Regions from separate parts of the Danio rerio genome. Here regions 2 and 3 are each linked to region 1. Evidence: chromatin contacts called from public Micro-C data. All regions are on one chromosome and are shown on one strand. Each heading gives the region's core, a stretch centred on a gene start, on an enhancer-like site or on the middle of the called end of the contact. The rest is flanking DNA. Distances are from core to core; before and after follow the strand shown. Region 1 has its middle 15 kb from the start of ptprc. Region 2 overlaps crb1 (crumbs cell polarity complex component 1). Region 3 overlaps dennd1b (DENN/MADD domain containing 1B).

Evidence for each region. A called contact is a pair of places that touch in the nucleus more often than the background predicts.
Region 2: a contact with region 1 is called in a Micro-C map of caudal fin, with 7 times the contacts expected there. The contact joins two enhancer-like sites. A contact is called at or near these places in 2 of 18 Hi-C or Micro-C datasets (caudal fin and an unstated tissue) and 1 of 4 datasets of contacts at active chromatin or transcription factors (caudal fin).
Region 3: a Micro-C map of caudal fin shows a contact between it and region 1, with 3 times the contacts expected there. The contact joins two enhancer-like sites. A contact is called at or near these places in 2 of 18 Hi-C or Micro-C datasets (caudal fin and hematopoietic stem cells).

The regions. Positions count from the first base shown.
Region 1 is chr22:22,909,198-22,914,366 of GRCz12tu, reverse strand. No RefSeq gene overlaps it. Among named protein-coding and RNA genes, the nearest start is that of ptprc, 15 kb to the right of the region's middle. Within about 2 kb of position 2,531, at least 9 of the 62 cell types and tissues checked have an H3K27ac peak or open chromatin away from gene starts, as enhancers often do. A contact at or near this core is called in caudal fin, where this site is marked.
Region 2 is chr22:23,340,863-23,346,031 of GRCz12tu, reverse strand. crb1 (crumbs cell polarity complex component 1) reads left to right here. Exons shown (of 13, transcript NM_001044943.1): 3 at 378-573; 4 at 2,496-2,638; 5 at 4,274-4,456. Among named protein-coding and RNA genes, the nearest start is that of crb1, 21 kb to the left of the region's middle. Within about 2 kb of position 2,566, at least 26 of the 62 cell types and tissues checked have an H3K27ac peak or open chromatin away from gene starts, as enhancers often do.
Region 3 is chr22:23,188,134-23,193,302 of GRCz12tu, reverse strand. dennd1b (DENN/MADD domain containing 1B) reads right to left here. Exons shown (of 21, transcript XM_073937882.1): 3 at 3,057-3,106; 4 at 2,024-2,143. Among named protein-coding and RNA genes, the nearest start is that of dennd1b, 86 kb to the right of the region's middle. Within about 2 kb of position 2,427, at least 2 of the 62 cell types and tissues checked have an H3K27ac peak or open chromatin away from gene starts, as enhancers often do. A contact at or near this core is called in caudal fin, where this site is marked.

The DNA of each region.
Region 1 (5,169 bases), core at 1,282-3,781:
AAAAAAAAAGATGAATGAGAGGACCGGATGTAGGCTACACAGACGTGTAGTATCACCACCTACAGGTCGAATATGCATAATGCAACAGTTTTGTCATTTCATGTATCTCTCGAATCTGCCATTGTTGCAATTATGTCAGTATTCCCTTTTCCGTAGCCTAATTTAATTGTAACTATAGTTATGCAGGCTTTTTAAAGCCACTGTGTTGGGCTAGCTACTTGAAAAATATAGTAAGCTATTAGTTACTCAAATATTTGTATCACCCATACTGTATAACTTATTTTCTGTGGGCTGTTTGATTTTAAACATGACTTAGTGGCCTAAATATGAACACAATCAACTATGTAACAGAATAAAGCCACGCATATGCACAAAAGCCAGTGATCTCTCCAGTCCACAGCCACAATTTCCTTAAGCAGATAGTACAGCTGATATTTGTGAGTATGAAATATAATGTACGAGCATTAAATGTTCAGACAAGTCTCGATATACAATGACACGTTTTTGTTTAATTCATTTTTGTATGGGAGCATGGCTGTTTCATAGTCAGAGGACAGAGGAAGGTGTTTTAATGGCTCTTTATCATTATCCACCCTGATGAGACACAGCGAACGTTGACACCCGTAATGTCATTTATACCCCTCTGTGACTGTGTGTGTGCAGGTGGAAGATGATAAAGACAAACACATCACACACACAGCCCCCTGCCCTCTGGTGCAGCATGGGAGAGGAGAGGGGCTTCAGGGCGTAACTCCGCCGCTTTAAGCTGTCCTTGTTAGGAAGCTGTCAATCAAAAACAAGACCTGGCTAACTTTGCCTCACAGTGTTGTAACCTTCGGCAAGAGAGATATTTTTATTTCCTGAAGAAGCCGATTTAAGGTCAGTTCTGCTGCACTAATAATCATAGACCTCAGAATAATAGGAAAATGAGGATGATGACTATTTTTTAAGAGCTGGTGAGGTGGTTTATGCAGATATGTAAATCGCACAGGTCAACCTCAGAGGCAGGCGAACAGAATTAGTCAAGGTAGGTGAACAAGACCCAGTGGTGGATAAACACTGCCATCAAGTGGTAGATGTGAACAATTTCTCTTTTATTTAGCATTTTATAAACGGTAAGTGATTTAAAAAGCTTACATGCAAACTGAACTGAAAGGGATGTAAAAGAATCTTAAGATTTAGTCACACTTAAGTCTTATGAGATTTTCTCAGCTCAACTAAGTATGTTTGGAAAAATGGTGTTAACCAAAAAGTTAATGGGGACTTTGGTTACCTATAGGTATATCTTATTTTGTGCAGGCTGAAGTGAAGGGTGATGATGATAGAATTTATTTTTGTGTGAACTATTTGCTTTATTGGCATTTGAGTATGACCTGCTCTGGGGGTACAGCCTCTATTGAAAGAGGTGGTTCTTTTTTCTCAGTAATAAGTGGAGCTTTGTGCAGTTATCCTCCTTAATTTCTTTTAAATTATGAGGTTTAAATACTGCATAGTAGTGACATTTTATGCAATCTTTGCTGCATTAGCTTCTCCGATGGTGATCATAACCAGACTTTTTGATCTTGAGTTTACCATACTATTTCACCACAAAGTGTTTATTTAGAAATGTGCATTTAAACTGTAAGTTATTACAACTTTATAGATAATGGTATGAGATTAGAATTTTTTATTAAAAATGTAGAATAAAGGGAGATGAAAAAAATACTTATTTTTAAAATGCAAATTTGTTATCATGCATCATTAAAAAAATACAATTATGATTCTGTTAAAACTTATTAAAAACATACAATATACATACATACAACTTAAAAACTGTAGCCTGTAGATAAATAACAAACTGATTGGCTCATTTCTTCAGTCAGAATTTGTAAAATTTAATAATTACAAATTTTATTTGTCTTACAGCCTTCTTTTATCGGTTATTTTCACAATTTATGATGCATACTGTCAAAAATGGGACAAATGAACTTAAATAGACTATTTTGAGGGATGTAAACAACAATGGTCCAAATGTATTTCCTGTTTTACATTTTTAATTTCAATAGCTTCAGAGAATCTAAAAAAGTAAAAATCATGATAAATAATCCTGTAATAACGTCAGCTTATGATTGAATTGCCTATTGTTACAGTTATCGAACAGTTTGACAACAAGAAGGAAATTCTCATGGGTCAATGACATCAGCACATTGAAATGGTCTATAGAGGCCAAATTCTGCACTTTGTCATTGGGGGGTGGGTCTTTCGAACCACTCGAACACCCCCTGGCTATGAGTCTGGGTGACACAAACGTGCTAGATACAGTGGTAAGGCTCCTACAAAGACCTTAAATATTGATACACCTAAACATTTTCATTTTACTTTAACAGAGACTTAAAAATCCCACATAAAGACTTTTTTAAAACCCTAATCAAACGTTTCTGGTTATCAGATTGTTTTACAAGCATTGTAAAGAATATTTTCTACCTTTGACATCACATACAAACTGCAGAGTAGGCCTATAGTTAGCACACACTCTTTCTTATACAATATTAGCGTGCGTTAGTTGTCATGTGACATTGTGGCTAGCACAAAAGAGGCGGTAATTCCTGGTATGAATTTGTTATTATAAAGAGATCTTTTTTAGAATGAAAAAAATAAAATAAATGCTGATGCTGTCGATGTAAGACACAGCTGTCCACAAAAAGGAACTTTTGTTCTTACCAAACGTTTTCTCGTGAAAGGAAGTGAAACTACTGCAGTCCTCACGTCACCGTGTTCTTGTAATTGCTCACAACTTAAGCGCCTTAAACAAAACTTTATGCAAATTAACGTCCAGACTTGCGCTAAAAGTGCCAAAAACATGCTAAAACGCCCATATACTTGTCTTCAGTTCAGATCTTGAGATGATGTTTTTGTTTCACACCCTTTTCAACTAGAAAAACCTTTTTCTCACATAGTTATTTATAGGAATTTGACATTTTAAATAAACCTGTTGTTTTGTGTTAGATACTTGATGTTGGACTGGATAGTTTAAATATAACTATAAAATAAAGGTGATAATGCAGACCAGAGAATATAGAACAAACACAGCAGACACACAATGTCATATGACGTTAACATTAGATCAGATTTACGTCGCCAGCGTCTAAGAACGATGTTATTTTGACTTTCAGTAATTTTGTGAAATGACATTGATATTTGTTTGATTTTAGGTTGTTATGTGTGACCAAAATCCAACAACGAGCTGTTTTTAGTGACCAAAATCCAACAATGAGCTGTTTATAGTGACCAAAATCCAACAACGAGCTGTTTTTAGTAACCAAAATCCAACAACGAGCTGTTTTTAGTGACCAAAACCAACAATGAGCCAACATCTTAATCCAACGTCATATTGACATCAAATTTATTCATCAGGTATAGCAACCAAAATATAATGTCTGATAGATGTTATATTAGTAACGTCCACACAACGTCAAGTTGTAACATCATTAAACATTGATATTTAGTCAATTTTATGTTGTGTTGGAAAGTAACCAAAATCCAACATGAAAAGTCAACATGTCAACAACAAAAGTCAACATGTTAAACCAACGTCATTTTAACGTCAAATACTGACATTTATTTGTCAAGTATGGCAGCAAAATCGTCTGATAGATGCTATATCAGTAAAGTCCACGTAACGTCAAGCTGTAACATCATTAGACGTTGATTTTTTTAGGTAGCATTGGAAAGTAACCTAAAATACAACATCTGTTCGGCGTAGGACATTAATGTTGGCCTGATGTCAAACCGATTTTCATTTCTAAATACAATACAACGTCCCACAACTTTGATGTACAACTAGGGACGGATTTAACCAATAAGGAAAGTAAGCGACCGCTTAGGAGGCCCCCAATAAATATCTAGAAGTATAAATTATACCAATAAACATAATTTTTTAATTATATTTTGTATAGTGAGAGTCAAACAAATAATTTTTTACGTAATTAAAAATAGTTTAATTTACAATAAAATATAATATTGTTGTAATAACGTAATGTTATGTAATAATATGAAAAAATATCCACCACCCTCAATCATGGAACAGTCCAGCAGTAAAATTTATAAAAGATGTATTATTATTTTTAGTTGTAAATTAATTTTAAGACATCTGATTATTTAAATTGTAAAGCTTACATTTGGATGAAACGTAGAAAAGATTGAGAGATATTAAAAAAAAAACTGAAATATATATAAAAAAATTAAATAAAAGTAGAAGGGTGCATTTCAGGACTTGGGGGCCCATGGCTGGAGTTGCTTTGGGCCCCCAAATCACTAAATCCGCCCCTGGGTACAACGTGAATCTGACATCCTCTTTCTGCTGGGAAACTATTTTTAGCAGTGTTTGATAAGACCAGCATCGTTACTGTTCCTCATACTAAGTGAAAATATTGTATAAAGTTGAATTCACATTGACCAAGGCTAATGAAAAGCTAAGCTTCACCTACTTGCTAAATATTTGACTCTCTATCCTCCACATTCAAATGCTTTATTATTTAATGTAAAGAAAATGCATGACCATGTTAATTTCTTTCATGTAAGTATCAAAATACATTAAAATATAGATCTTAACATATGTTATATGCTTGTTGTATGCAAAGAAAATCATCAGTGGGACCTGAAATATGATAAAGATCTCAGTTTTACAACATTTAGAGAAACGCAAAGTTATTTAATATTAGTTAAACAACGTAAGTCCATAAGAATGCATTACTTTGACAGAAGTTGTGTGCATTCTTACAGTAGGTGCTGTTGTGGCATCCCAGCATGTGTTTGATGCTCCATCATGACCTCTATTCTCCACATGACCTCATAATCATGCCAGCTGCATTGCCAGGAACTGCCAGATGTTTTGGGTAGATACTGTAAGTATATACAGGTAGGCAGCTTATGTGAGAATAAATATAGTTCATGTCTGTGCATTGATCCAAAAGCTAACCTCTGAACATTTTCACTTTCTAGCATAAATCCAGAGATTTCACCATAAAAAAGATGAACAAAGAGGAAGAAATCTACATAATATAGAGATGCTGTTTCTCAGGCCTGCCCTACTCACTCGTTCTACAGCTGCAGGACGTTCAGGACACGCCTCTTCATTTTCACTTACTTAAATACTGGGTAGTTTATAAATAGAGCCTCTGACACATCAGT
Region 2 (5,169 bases), core at 1,317-3,816, 430 kb before region 1:
TTAATCAGAAGAAAGAAATTCATAAACGTTTGTGTAAATGTTAAGGAAGAATTCATCTCTTTAATCTAGGTGTTTGCGACCAACTGCACTATAAAGCAAAACCGTGTGTAATGGAACTTCTGAACTTCCTCATGTAACAACAAAACACTGTTAACACACACACACGATGTGTTCAAATCTGCTTTAAAAACACTGCTGATCAAGTGCAGGAAAGGCTGTGGGCAGCATATCAATAACCCTAAAGGCTGACTGCGAGCTTCCAGTTTGAGTCTGTTTGATCCGGGATGAGGTCTGTCCAGATGGCATGTGTAATAAGCCATGCCGAGATCTCGGATTGGCATGTTTTGCGCTCAGCACCGCTGTCTGTGATGTTGCAGGTAGCAGCTGTGAGCTGGAGATTGATGAGTGTCAGTCACAGCCCTGTCTCCACGGCGCCAGTTGCCATGACCACATCAATGGCTTCACGTGCACATGCCTGGCGGGTTTCCAGGGCGAGAGCTGTGAAATCAACATCGACGAGTGCCGTGACCAGCCATGCCAAAACGGGGCTCTGTGTGTGGATGAAATCAATAGGTAGGATATATTTCCATGCTGCCATTTTATTTTCGCTCAAGGTTTACTTAGTGGAAATGAAAAATTCAATTAATTTCTACTGTTCTTTTGTTTCATTTAGTTCATCTTAGGTCAGACAAATATATATATATATATATATATATATATATATATATATATATATATATATATATATATATATATATATATATATACATATAACAAAACCATAAAACCACACTCTAAAGTATCAGGAAAACACAATTATACACTAATTAGGCACATGAAAAATAAGAAAACATATCACATACATACACAAATGTATACATAGGCATGGGATGAGAACCTGTTTCAAGGTTTACAGCGGTTCGGACAAAGTCAAGGTTTTAAAACCGCTAAAATGTTCTGTTATAACGTTCCTAAGGTGTTTTGTTATGTGTTGTAAAGAAAACCGTGCTTTCGAAGTTGAAGATAGCAGAAGTCAATGATTTATTTTAATTATTTACTGTTCCAAAATATTATGAATGTTTTCTAAAATGAAATATGTTGCTATACAGTTAAAGTCAGAAATATTAAACCCCCTGAATTATTAGCCCTCATTTCTAATTACTGATTTATTTTATCTTTGCCATGATGACAGTACATAATATTTGACTAGATATTTTTCAAGACACTTCTTAAAGTGACATTTAAAGGCTTAACTAGGTTAATTAGATTAACTAGGTAGGATAGTGTAATTAGGCAAGTTATTGTATAACGGTGGTTTATTCTGTAGACTATGTATAACGGTGGTTTATTCTGTAGACTATCGAAAAAAATATATAGCTTAAAGGGGCTAATAATATTGACCTTAAAATGGTTTTTAAAAAATTAAGAACTGCTTTTATTTCAGCCAAAATAAAACAAATAAGAAGAAAAAATATTTTCTGACATACTGTGAAAATTTCCTTGCTCTATTAAACACAATTCAGAAATTATTTGTAAAAGAAAAACACTTTCAAAGGGGGGGTGGGGGACTAATAAATCTGACTTTAACTGTATATTGTTAAATGTGATAAAAAAAAATAAAAAAAGAACAAAAGAATTTCAAGCAGCAAGAGTTTATATATAGTTCTGTCTGATTCTCGAATTATTATTAAGACCTATCACGCTGCTATCAGCCAATCAGATTCGAGAATCAGACAGAACTATATATAAACTCTTGCTGCTTGAAATTTTTTTTGTTCGTTCATCTTTTCATCTCTCAACTCTGTCAAACTGAATAAAAATATTAGGTTAAACTTTGTATGACTAAAAAAAAAAAAAAACAAGTTGAAACCCAATTCATTTAATAAAATAAGTTAAAGTAACATAAAAATGTTGTCATTCTTTGGTCATATAATTTGGTAGAGGTATATTTGTAAATATGTCCTTGTTCATGACAGCTTTTTAAAATGTAAACAAATATAATTAAATCATAAAATATGCTGTATACCATACTGTAATAATTGATTTACTGTATATGTTTATTAAATATTTCCAAAGTGTTATAATGGAGAGAAGATATTTCAACACAATTTTTAAAAACACAAGTTTTAATAACTCATCTCTGATAACTAATTTCTTTAGTCTTTACCATAATAATAGTACATAATATATTTCTAATAATTTTGCAAGGTACTAGTTTTCAGCTTAGTGCCGTTTTAAGGCCTTAACTAGGTTAACTACAAGTTAGATCAGTTAGTCACTGTTCAGTAGCCAACCAGTGCTTAACACACTGCTTAAATAAACTGCAGTAACCATCTTAATGATTCTAAAATAGGTTAATTCATATAGTGTTTTTCATTGCTGGAATGTGTTCTCATTAGCTTCACCTATTGTAATATAATAACACAGCAAATGTAAGATAATTTTGGTAGTGAAATATGCATGCATGTATAAATAGTATAGCCTATATGTTGTAGCTACCGCTGTGACTGCTCACAGACTGCTAACTTCACTGGTGTTGACTGTGAGATCCCGCCTCCGCCCTGCTGGTCTCAACCCTGCCTCAACAGCGCCCTCTGTGAGAATCAACAGGAGAACTACACCTGCAACTGCTGGCCAGGTGACTCGCAGAATGACTTGTATATCAAGTTAAAGTATGATTTTGCATTAAACGGAATTGATGGATTGGATTTGGAAATGTATCTGGTAACATCTGATTAAAAATGTTTATGTAGGCTAATATCCTCCTGAGACCCATTTTTTTCTGTGATTCCCTACATCCTTTGGCTTAAAAAAAGTTTTATTTAGAGTTTTTACATTTTGTTTTTATTTTTAATTTTACAGCATGCCCACTGTAGTGGACCACGGGACCATTTTAGTTTGAAACGACCGCCAAACTCAGACAACAAAGCTGTCCAGGATGTGGCTGTAAAGGGATATTAATCCAATATTAATGTAACAAAAATTAAACAAAAGCCATTTTTTCCTTTTATTTTTAATTTCCTGAAACAGCTTAGTCTGAGAGAGCCAAAAAAAAAGAAGAAGTGATGTTAATTCAAAATAAATTTAAAATAAAAGTGATTTAAAACTGATTGTCATTCACTAATTGTCTCTAATTCTCTGATTGTCAAACTTTGTCAGAGTCCCCCTCAACTATCTTATCATCTCTGCTTCAGTTCTGCCTCCTACAACATGCAGTCACTAATTACATTAAGATGTTCCTGTTGTCCACTATAGTGGACATTTTAAAAAGGATGATATTTTGAAACACAAACAAGTTAACTGCTTTGAAAGCTAAATATATTGTTCCTGACACTTTAATAAACATATATATCTAATAATAATAGTAAAAAAAAAACTTTTAAAAAGTTAAAGTTTACATACTTCTCTCCTCTTCATGAAATGTGCTTTTTTTATGTCGGCCATTTTGGATGAAGTGTAAGAAGTGGTTCCTAGCATGCCAGCCAATCAAATGACATATCACCAGAAAGCCCGGGATGTCCTCTGAACAGTACAACAGGACTTGACAGAGTAGCTCAAAAAATTCTAAAAAAATTCATGAAAACACAATGTCCACTACAGAGGACACAAGTCAATGGGTGGGGTCTCTCAATCTTTAATTTCAGAAATCCCCTTAAAGTTACAAATCATTCAAAAAAGTAAAGGGTTACTCATGCTCCACTTGGGAGATTATTTCTTCTGTAGAACACAAAGAAATCTTGGGGGGAGACTACCATTGACTCCCATAGTATTTTCTTTGTTTTATTCCAACTACAGATGTCAGTTCTTACGTTTTATTTTTGAACAACTTAATTGTTTTATGTTCAATCCACTTACATTTATAAAAATAATTAAGGTAACTTAATCGATTTTATTGGTACAACATGAAAGAATTAAATTAACTTATTAGTTTTTACAAATTTTAGTCAATTACACATAAAACAATTAAGTTGTCCCCAAAAAAACTTAAGAACTGTGTTGTTTCAGCTCATTTAAAATGAGTAGTTTGAACAAACATCCTTTTTAGTGTGTAGAAGGAATACTGCTCTGGCTCAAAGTTAACAAGAATTATTTATATTATACATTAAATGATTCATTACATTGTGTTTTATTAACATCTATACCCCTAGCCTAAACCTATCTTCACATTAATGTAAAAACAGTAATCATTGTTGTAGTGTCACAAAAATTGTGTATATTGATGTGCGTATACCACAGCATCATGAGGCTTTCTGTCATATTTGTGTTGTTCCAGGGTTTGAAGGGCGTAACTGTGAGGTAGACGTCAGTGAATGTGAAAGCAATCCCTGTGTGAATGAAGGCATTTGCATGGAGCTTTCTTGGAAAACACTTTACGGTACTGAGCCCCTGTTTACAGCTAGATACAATCCCAGACTTGCTTCCGGGTTCATCTGCAAGTGTCCGCCAGGATTCTCAGGTACCTGCAGACTTACAAACTCATTTATTTACACATACATTAACAAAAGCATTCTAAATAAAGCAGGATGGGTATCATTGTAAAACTTTGTGGACAAACTCTAGTGGAAACATTTATGTTCACTCTATATTGCAATTTCATTTAATAAAAGACCAAGCTCCTTCTGCAGAAAACATCACTCAAATCTTGTCTCTTCACGTCCATGTTTTAATTCTTTACCTAGTTTGGGTTAAGTTTTTTCTTTGTTTGAGGACAAAAATTATGTTTTCCTGTCGGACCCAATTAAATTAAACTTTCTGTTTTTTGTCCGCGCAACATGCTCCTTTCAAGACTTTCTGCTGATGAAAGGTGGTCACTGTAGGGTTTCAGTCTAAATACTAAAAAATGTTTGGACACTGGCTAGGTTTTCATCCAAAGACGTGAATTCGATTTATGCACAAAACCAGAATATTGCACAAAGCATTCGCAAATAAAGCACCCTTTCCATCCAGCAAGTCAAATAAAACAAAATCATCCATTCTAATAAACTAGCAGCCATAGAAGCCACTGTGAGCCTTTTTAAGTGTAAATTAAATTCTATTTAATAAACTTTACTGTCTATATCCCCACATGGGGTTAGAAAACGGTCTCTAGACAGAGGCTCACACACTCAAAACCTATTACACTTTCATTATTCATTTAAGACCCTATTTAAAAAACCAATGGCAGTGGAA
Region 3 (5,169 bases), core at 1,178-3,677, 280 kb before region 1:
AAAGGGAGAAAAAAAAAAACAAAGGCCAAAGGCTGGAAGGAGGAGGAGAGATTTCGACAGCAGCTCATCATGACGATGATAAACCTGCGATTGTCCATCAATACCGTGTAGACAGAGACAAAAAAAATGATGCGTCCCAGTTGAGCTGCTCTGAATTACTAAATGTATTTGTATTATTAAATACAGTGCTTTATCAGTTATGTATGTCTCCAGCTTTCCATTCTCAATAGAGAAGCTCACACTGAAAATATGAAAGCAACTGCCATCATATTTTAATCCTGAAAATAAACAAAAGGGCTATTTTTTTATCTGTTTACACTATTATTTCATTAAAGTGACAGAGTGTTTTTCTAAGTGTCTCCTCAGAAAATAAATAAATAAATATATGTATGTATGTACAGTATGTATGCATGTATATATATATATATATATATATATATATATATATATATATATATATATACCATTTCGTAATATTATACATTATAGCTTATTTCAAATAATGTTGGGTATTACTATCTATAATAGATCTAAAATGCTTTCTTAAAACAATAAATCAGACATAATATTTCTCAAGAAATGCCTCATTAATTAACCTATCATACAAAAACATATTTGAATAACGGATTTTACTGTAATGGTTTGGTTTTACTGTTTCTGTTTGTATATAACAGAAATATGAATAATGCTAATTAGAAAAAAAAAAAACAAGAAACTTAAGCTATTTAAATGTCTGGAAAGTGCATTCTTTTAATTCTAAAATTCTTTTGAGTTGAAGTCAAAATTATTGAAACCCTCTTTGAATTTTTTTCTCTTTTTTAATTATTTACCAAATGATGTTTAACAGATAAGGATATTTTTACAATATGCCTGATAATATTTTTTCTTCCGGAGAAAGTCTTATTTGTTTTATTTCGGCTAGAATAAAAGCAGTTTTTAATTTTTTAAAAACCATTTTAAGGTATATTTTTTTCGATAGTCTACAGATCAAATCATCGTTATACAATAACTTGCCTAATTATGCTTACTTAAAACAACAAGTTAGACATAATATTTCTCAAGAAATGCCTCTTTAATTAACCTATCACACAAAAACATATTTGAACAACAAATTTTATTATAATGGTGAAATCTCTATGTTTGTATCCAACAGAAATATGACTGATTTTAATGCTCATTAGAAAAACAATTTAAGTAACTTAAGCTATGATCTGGAAAGTGCATTTCTTTCAACTCTTGAATTCTTTTGAAATCTGTTTTCATAAAATAGTATAAATCCATAAACAGTTGAGGTCAGAATTATTAAACCCTCTTTGATTTTTTTTATATTTCCCAAATGATGCTTAATTGAGCAAAGAAATTTTCACAGTGTGTCTGATAATATTTTTTCTTCTAGATAAAGTCTTGTTTGTTTTATTTCGGCTAGAATAAAAACAGTTTTTAATTTTTAAAAAACATTTTAAGGTCAAAATTATTAGCCCCTTTAAGCTATATTTTTATTCGATATTCTACAGAATAAACTATAGTGATACAATAACTTGCTTAATTACTCTAACCTGCTTAGTTAACCTAATTAACCTAGTTAAGCCAATAAATGTCACATTAAGCTGTATAGAAGTGTCTTGAAAAATATCTAGTCAAATATTATTTACTATCATCATGGCAAAGACAAAATAAATCAGTTATAAGAGATGAGTTATCAAAACTATTATGTTTAGAAATGTGTTGAAAATGTGAGAAAAATCTCTCCGTTAAACAGAAATTGGGGAAAAAATAACAGGGGGAATAATAATTTAGGGGGTTCAACTGTTACTTGTTTTCAAAAAATATAGTTTCATGAACCAATTGATCACGCAATGAATCTTTATTATACTATGTTCAAATCTGTCATCATATGTACTGATTTGATGATGCAAACTGTCAAAATTCTAAAAAGAAAATTTAACTAATAACAAATGAATGTTTAAAGACTCAACGAAAGATTGAGGATAAAACAAATCGGTCATGTTCTCATTTCTCTTACCTGAGCAAGCAGATGCAGAGCTTGCAGCCGGACGTCAGCCGACAGAACCCAAACCTCTGCTTGCTTTCAATGTCTGTGAGCACAAACGTGAAGTTCTGGCCCACCTGAGTCGGAGAAACTCTGCAGGCCACCAAACAAACACACAAAAAGCACACATCATTTACAAATATATAAATCACACACACTACTTCAAGGATATATGATCCAAACACTGTAAACAACACCAACTAAATCTTATAATCCACAATCATAACTGACTTAAATATTAAAAAGGATCATCTTAATCTAATTTCACACCCATTTGAAAGCAGAAAGATACATTTTGTAGCCTCTAACAGCTGAAAGTGACAGGAGAGAGTCTTAGATCTCCACTAGATGGCAGCAATAAGGCTTCAGCAAAACGGCTTCAGCAAAACGGCAATGAACTTGTAACACTGCACATAAACTATACAACAGCACTTTCCATTTTTCATTTCCACAAGCAAACACACACCTTTATGTGGACTTTCCCATATAGACACGATGATCTTCATACTGTACAAACTGAATATTCTACCCCCATAAACCCAACCCAGTAAACAATCTGCATGCTTTCATTGACCAAAATACTCAATTCTGTGTGATTTATGAGCCGTTTTCCTCATAAATACCAATAAGTAGTAAATAAAACATCCTCACAAGGTCTAAATGTACTGATACTGTTGCATTAGTGGACATTGGACATTAGGAATGTAAGAAATACAAGGCACGCACACACACACACACAGGCTGTCTGTGAGAATATTATTGCGTCCTTCGGTCAGAACAGGCATTGTTTCCTTGTTGGATGAAGGTTTCGTTTATTCCGGCAGCGTTTAAATGAAGGGTCTGACATTAGGAACAGAAGTATGGAGGTGTGCGGCTCCACCCTGTGAGTCATTTGCGACAGCCTCTTGAGCATGTGTGAATGCGTGTTGTATAAACAAACATCCTCGTCTTTCCCAATTCACACATCGATTGGCTTATTTGCTGGGAAGCGAGAGGGATGTCCTACCTTTCCACGTCAAATGGGAAGCAGAACTTAGGCACTGTCTGCAGGACCTCCTGAAAAGAAATGAGAGAGGGGGAGAGAAAGAGTGAGACACACACACACACACACACACACACACACACACACACACACACACACATTACAGACCATTCAAGGGATAAGGCTTAATTAATGACTTGAAGATGACATGACAAGAGGATTATGTGATGAACAGATGACATGTTGCTAGGGTGTTTCTATGAGGTTGCTAACATGTATTGAGTGCCTAAAGAGTGTCGGTGTGAAGGCAAAAAATTGTGAATGTTTATGTTGCTAGCACACATTGTTATTCTTTAGGTGAACACTTAATCCATGCTGAAGTTAATCCAGTGAAGAAAATGGTAATCTTCAAAGTCTGACTATTTGTTTCTACGTTTGGAGCGGCCGTCCTTTACTTTTTACATCAGTTTGAACACTTCAGCCACAATATTCTTAAACACCATTAGTTCTAGGGAATAACGAAAAATTTGTACCAACAAATCCATGCCTGTCATGTTGTGGTTGCCAGATTTTATTCTGATATAAGCTTAAAGGAATTTTCGCCAATTTTGTTGTGTATTTAGTAAAAAAAAAATGAAAAAAGTTAAAAAGTCTAAATTCAAGTCTCTGTGATGTTATGGTTGCCAGATATAATTCTGACATTAGCTTAAAATAATTTTTACCCATTTTGTTTCGTGTATTTAAGTGTGTGTTGTGCGTTTAGTGGGAAAAAAAGTTTAAAAAGCCTAAATTCAAGTCTCTGTGATGTTATGGTTGCCAGATATTATTCTGATATAAGCTTAATGGAATTTCCGCCCAATTTGTTTTGTGTATTTAGGTGTGTGTTGTGTATTTAGTCAAAAAAAGTTTAAAAAGTATAAATCCAAGTCTCTGTGATGTTATGGTTGCCAGATATTATTCTAATATAAGCTTAAAGGAATTTTTCACCCAACTTGTTTTGTCTGTATCATCTGTTTATCTCATAAACTGTGTTAACCAGAGTTGTTAATCAATGTGATTAATGTTTTTAATCATTACTAATTGGCTGGAAAAATATTATCAGACATACTGTGAAAATTTCCTTGCTTTGTTAAACATCATTTTGGAAATATTTAAAAAAAAGACAAAAAAATTCAAAGGGGGCTAATAATTCTGACTTCAACTATGTATATTAGTTAGGGCTGCACAATATATAATTTCAGCATTGATATCGCAATGTGGGCATCGCAATAGTCACAATCGCAAAAATATGCAATGTCCAGTCTGAATTATAATTGACCAGGAGGTATAGAATTGTTTTTAATAACTGTATTTATATGGATTTTATATGATTTATGCAACAATTTTTTTATATATTTTTTTTAGAATTTTTATCTTGTTTCTAGTCCAAATATCTACATTTCACATTAAAAAAAAAAAAAAAAAAAAAAAAAAATTATATATATATATATATATATATATATATATATATATATATATATATATATATATATATATATATATATATATGTATATATATATATATATATGTATATATATATGTATATATATATATATATATGTATATATATATATATATATATATGTATATATATATATATATATATATATATATATGTATATATATATATATATATATGTATATATATATATATATATATGTATATATATATATATATATATATATATATATATATATATATATATATATATATATATATATATATATATATATATATATATATATATATATATATATATATATATATATTTCATTTACCCCACTGGCAGATAATTTCTTCAAAACAAGCAAAATCTCTTGATTTTCACTTATTCCTTCTGACAGATAAAGCTCACCAATATTTTTACTTGGTCTATTCTATATATTTAGACTAGAAACAAGATAAAAAAAGTAAGAGAGCATTGATACTGTTTAATGTCTGTACTCGAATACTGTTTGACTCCGTCAACCAGTCAAATACTGCTATTCAAATATCTTCTGAAACATATATATATATATATATTTTTTTTTTTTTTTTTTAAATAAAAATGGCTGCATGCTGTATCCTGCCAAAATAAAAGTAGCAAAAACTTTACA